Regions from separate parts of the Zea mays genome. Here region 2 is linked to region 1. A link is a contact called in public Hi-C data. All regions are on one chromosome and are shown on one strand. Each heading gives the region's core, a stretch centred on a gene start, on an enhancer-like site or on the middle of the called end of the contact. The rest is flanking DNA. Distances are from core to core; before and after follow the strand shown. Region 1 holds the start of LOC100282162. Region 2 holds the start of LOC109942982 (rho-associated protein kinase 2).

What was found. Hi-C and Micro-C count contacts between places; a contact is called where the count stands out from the background.
Region 2: a Hi-C map of endosperm shows a contact between it and region 1, with 2.3 times the contacts expected there. The contact joins the promoter of LOC109942982 here to the promoter of LOC100282162 in region 1. A contact is called at or near these places in 2 of 25 Hi-C or Micro-C datasets (endosperm and leaf).

What each region holds. Positions count from the first base shown.
Region 1 is chr10:51,796,104-51,798,990 of Zm-B73-REFERENCE-NAM-5.0, reverse strand. LOC100282162 reads left to right here and starts at 1,537. Exons shown (of 5, transcript NM_001313838.1): 1 at 1,537-1,870. The coding sequence starts at 1,601.
Region 2 is chr10:52,128,953-52,131,839 of Zm-B73-REFERENCE-NAM-5.0, reverse strand. LOC109942982 (rho-associated protein kinase 2) reads left to right here and starts at 1,384. Exons shown (of 2, transcript XM_020545624.2): 1 at 1,384-2,321. The coding sequence starts at 2,115. LOC100280573 (mitochondrial import inner membrane translocase subunit TIM14) reads left to right here. Exons shown (of 4, transcript NM_001401324.1): 4 at 16-494. The coding sequence ends at 172.

The DNA.
Region 1 (2,887 bases), core at 288-2,787:
CTCTGGAATTATTGTTTTCTACCAAGGCGAAGGTATAAATGTAATTAAACATCATGTTTTAATATACCAATTTATATTATAAAATAAGTAAATGACGTTACTTATTCTTGGTATTCTTTAATGTTTTATATTTTATATTTTATTTCGTATTATTTTATCTCTGAACACGAAGGTAGGACCTTCGTGATTTATCATCCATAACCTTCGTCCGAAGCTCATTAAATCCTCAGGGAAATAATGCTTCAGCGGACGAAGGGTTTTAACATTTAACATTCTATGTTGCCTTGTTCTTAATTCATAGCATCTGAGAACAAGTCCCCAACAGATACTCATATCTAAAAACAAAAAAATGCAATAAATCTAGTTACCTTAGTCATGGGTGGGGGATTTGGGTCCAAAGTATCCACTAACCCACTTGGCATAGATTTGATCCAATATGATGCATCCCATGATATACATCTCAATTTCGCCAAGTCTCCATATTTCCCGAGGTCTTTCAGACTTCTCACTTCCCTCTTGGAATCCAAACGTTTTTTGTGCTTTTCATGGTTGAGATAATCTCTTTTGGCACCCAGATATGTTTGGCTCTTTTTCCTTTGTTGGTCTTGATTGTGATTGCTATCACCTTTCCATTCTTTTTCTTCTTAATCAAATATGGTGTAGCGGCCTTTTTGCCCACCTTATTGATATAGGTGTGGAGATTTTGCTTGTTGGTTTTTGCTTGAGATTTTGCTTTTGCTTATTCCCGGTCTTCGCCTTGCATTGGTAAGACTTGTGGCCTTCTTTGTGGCATAGCCAACAAATCACAATTTCTCCCTTCACAGGCTTGTCACTCCCGCAGTATTATACTAAGGAGGTTGAATTTCTTTGTCTTTGTCTTTCTTGTCATACAGAGCCTTGCTTAGGCGAGCCACCTCTTGTCTTAATTGCTCATTCTCCATTGCAATCTCATCCGAACAGGTTTCTATAATAACATTCTTAATGAGAACTTGATTGCATGGATTATAATCACCAATTAAATCAAAGCAGGAAGTAGAAGCATCTTTCTTAATAATTTCAGGAATTTCAACTAAAGATGCTCCCGTGATGCTACCGATGCTCTCTAGCTTGCTAGTTAGCTCATTATTATGTATGCTAAGAATTTTCATTTTCTTTAGCAAGTTTTCAATGACTTCTTGAGAGTTAGCTAACTTAACCTAAGTTTTTTATTCTTTTTTATAAGACTATCATCGGTAGTTGAGGATGAAGCATTAGACTCTAATTGCTCAATTTTAGTTGTTAGCTAATAATTTAAATTTACAAACGATTTAAATTTTTCGTATAAATATTTATAATCATTTTGATAGTTAATCAACTTATTTTTTAAAAAATTTTTAAATTAAGAGACCTAAATAAAAACGGTCACATAAAACTAGACTTCACTAGTTTTTTTACTATAATTTTCACCGGCAAAGCTGCTGCTGCCTGCAAGTCAGCGACAGACGTGCACAACAGTATATTTACCCGAATGAGCTGATAGTTAGCATAAGCCAAACACTCCGGCAGCTGTGGTGGAGACGCCTCCGCCTCCCAAACACCCGAATCAAACTAACAGCCACCGATGGCGTCGCCATCGCGGTTGCTCCCGCCCACGCCTCCTTCGGCCGCCCAGCCCCGCGGCCCGCGGGATCGCCTCGCCTTGCCGCGCCTCCGGTGCCTCGCCGCCGCCGCAGCCTCCGCCTCGCCCACTGATGGCGCTGTGCTGCTGGAGCGTGGCGGTTCCGCGGCGGTGGCCGTGCGGGAGTTCGTCACGCTTGACGAGCTCCGCGCTGCCGTGCGCCTCCGCGTCCGCACCTTCCACGAGTACGCAGACGACTCCGTCGGAACCGAGGTTGATCCCTTCTCATCTGTTTTCTGGCGTGCTGTCTGATTCGATCGCGAGACTGTTTTTGGTTCTACGATTCGTTAGTCGGGAAGGGTAGAGGAACTGGAAGACTCGATTATTTAGCCCTTTAAGTGTGCTATAGGTTGAACAAATCCAATTGTGAGAAGAATTCTGTGAAATATCACCACGGGTGTAGTAAATTGGTGTTTTTTAGTAAAGGGAATATGCATTAATATTCCAGCCTTTGTATGATCGATACATATAGCTGCCCAAAGTCCAAAGTTTGAACAAACCAATAGTGCAAAAAACAAAGTTCGCAAGTCCTGCAAGGGTAAAATCAAATAAAAGGAATTCTGACACTAAAACTCCAGCCATGATAAGCAAAAAGGTCCACCACTGTCGTCTCTAGCACACGGCACCCTCAATTTATGCGAGGTCTGCCCTCTTCCTTTTGCAGAAGCACCCAAAAGCGGATCCAGTGCATTGCCCTGAAGACCATCCGCTAAGAGGACAAAGCTCGTGTCCTGTTAAAAATCTCATCATATCGACTAAGCTAAACTGCCCAACAAATGGCAGATGCTCCTACCAAGGCTCGATATTTAAGTTTCTTTTCTATTCCTTGTAGCCAATCATTAAACATGTGTACAACATTTATCAGAGGAGGTAAATTCAAAGAAACATGTATCAATCTCCAAATAAACCTAGCATTCAGGCAATCAAAGAAATGGTGTTGTATTGACTCATCCAAGTTACAAAAACAACATTTGACATTTCCTTTCCGTTGCCCTTTGGCTAGGATTATTCCTTCGATCAAGTGAAAACTTTAATTTTGAGAGGTAACATTAGCTTCCGTTAATATGGTTATGTGGTACAACATCAGTAACGGCTTTTGCTCTATACATAGATGAACTATGAAGAGGCCATGTTGGTTAAAGATCATTTAAAATATCACTTTGATCTGTTAGCTGAACTTTCATCACGTGAGCTACTGAATGGTGCCATGCCAATAAATTATTTCCAACT
Region 2 (2,887 bases), core at 135-2,634, 330 kb before region 1:
CATTGGTGGCTCCAGGGAAACTGCCAGTGCAGAGAAGGTCAAAGAAGCACACAAGAGAGTGATGGTGGCCAATCATCCAGATGCGGGTGGAAGTCATTACCTTGCTTCAAAGATTAACGAGGCAAAGGATGTAATGACAGGGAAAACAAAAGGGGGTGGGTCTGCCTTTTGATCGGTACACGGACAACGTGTTCTTCCACTGAAAGAGCAATTTTGTGTCTCCAGACTCGCATTAGAAGATATGCCGAAATCTTTGTGTGTTTTATGAAAATTTGTGGACAAAAAAAAAAGTAGTGGACCTTTATGGAGCAGGCAATTCGTTGCTTAGTAAAGCTCGGCTCAGTTGTGCTTGTGCCCGAATCAATTGGACATTGTTGCTAATTGAGTCCCCTGTCCTTTGTTTTTCCTTTTTTTTCATTGATATCCTGAAATTCACCAACACAAAGTATCATGAACTGCCTTTTATTGATAAATTCTGTATCTGTTTTGACCAACGACCTGTGTAATTTCATACCATCATCATTGTGGGGCTCAGTTGACAAACCGGAGTAGGCCCTGCTGACGAGTTACCTAATTGGGCCCTGTTCGGTTATATTCGGATCGGAGGATTAAATTCTTATTGACTAGTAAGGGATTTAATTTTCTTTAATATCTTTCAATTCATCTTAAGGGCTGATTTGGTGACTAGAAATTATAGAGGATTTATGGGGGAGGAATCTCTTGCTATTTAATTTTTCTCCAATTCCTTAGCACCAAACCAGCCCTAACCTAACAGGCCCTCGAGGAGATGATTATTCAAAGATGCGAGTTCTTGTTGTTTTGCACTTGTTCGACTGCACCCATGGGGATGGAGTTCTCTTTTTCGAGACCCATTACTGAACGAATCCTGTCTGAGTACCAGACTGTTAATTGTGGCGAGTCGCAGGTTGGTCTGCTATGAATAGGGTAATCCTTGGCTTAGGTTAATTTATTAGTACAATGCATATAATTAATATTTGGTGCAAGCCACCTTGCCAGTTCTACTTAAACATCACGTCCATTTTCCTAAAAATAAATAAGGCTGCCTTCCTACCGATAGCCTAAGCTGGTTCATCGTGGCTGCAAGGATCAAGGAATGTTGATGGACATGGCATCGACGTGAAGCCCATCAACGCTCACCTGCCCTTTGCAACCTCCATCCTTTGGTCGTGTTCGCAGGCCTCAAATAATCACCGTTCTCTTCATCAATTTGTTGCTCTCTAATCTATACACTCGCAGCTTCTACTACTAGTCATGGCGTCATCAGTCTCCTCGTCACAAGTAACCTCTTCATTTTTTTCCCACCACGATCACATGGCTGCCTTCTCTTGGCAATCCGGCCCATTTGGACTAAAAATTAGCATTTTTCACACGTCCTTTTGTCTAGGATACTGCATCCTGAATGGTGGAGCCCTAACGGTGCTGCTGCACCACGAATAGATTACTCATGCTGAGGCGATCGTTGCCTGGAGATCCGAGAAGAAGCATAGAAGAATCTCATCTCATTAATTGCTCGCCTTACAACCCATGTTGGCTTCAGAATTCGGTTTATTTTTTCCTTCAGAAAGCCGTGGAACTGTCGGTCCGCAAGCTTCAGCCTCCAGGCACTCGGCATGGATCGTCTGATGCATGATCGTACGGTTCCAGGTTCATTAGAACGTATTCACAGTTGCAGGTAAAAAAATCGTCTTCCAGTAAGTCCGCAAGTGTTGACTGAGAGATTGATTCCGTGGCTCAGAACTTGAAAACAAAAATAGGCTAGTGCTTCAAGATCATGTGCATTGGCATACGAGTAGCATGGAGAGTCGTCTCAAAAGGCTCAGCTGTAGCTGTATTGTACCCCCTCCTTACCAATGAGTGACCTCCAATCCAAGCACAAGAAACTCTGCAAGCCCTGCCATTCCCAAAACTCTCCCCAAAAAGAAGCTGTAGGTCCACCCCACCCCTCTGCGCGCGCGCGCGCGCACACACACACCCAACTCTTTCACATCTCTGCAGCAAACAAGGCCAAGACTCTGCAAGCATCAAGCAGTGGAAGGAGCATTACACAGTAAACAAGAGTAAGTGCAACGTCCACGCACACAGGTATAGGAGAGATGGATGGGAGCAGCAAATACAGATCAAAGGGCTATGCAATGGCCAATGCCGGCAGGAAGCTCCCCTACGTCTTCCTGCTGCTGGTGGCCCTTGCAGCTGGCGTGTTGAGCGTCGTCGTCCTGCAGAAGGTGAGGGAGCAGCGCGTCTTTGCTCGGCGTCTCCAGGAACGTGACCGCCAGCTTGTCACCCTGCGGATCCTTCTCCAGGTATGTTCAAGGCCATGGATTGCACACCCATCCCTTCTACTTCCAGTTGCCTGCACTTGTCATTGTCTAGTTTGTTTCAAGAAAGAGAGCGGATCAGAAGCTGCTATTAGTAATTTAGTTGTTGCTGTCTGTATCTAGGTAGCACATTGAGAAATTAATGTGACATCACGGCGAAGAAAAGTCGCACAATTCAATGTATAACCGTGCGATACTGACGTCCTGTTGGTCAGTTTGGTCTCGAAATATTTAATATATCAGAAATAAGTAACGAGAGCATAACCCGAGTGAATGATCTGTTAGCATATCATTTGTAAGAATTTTTTTTGACCGAAACAAGAAATGAGAGCCAATAGAAAATCTTGTACAATATAATTTTAGCTTATTTGCCAAATCTTCGTCTAGTCCTTCAAAACATAAAAACTTATAAATAAGATGCTCTTGAGCCAACAAGTGGCCGTATATTCTTGGTGATGACCAATGAATATAGCATTTACTCTAATTTATACAATATTTGTCTGCATGGTAAGAGCGACACTTCCTAGATCTCAAGTTGCATTGATAAATAT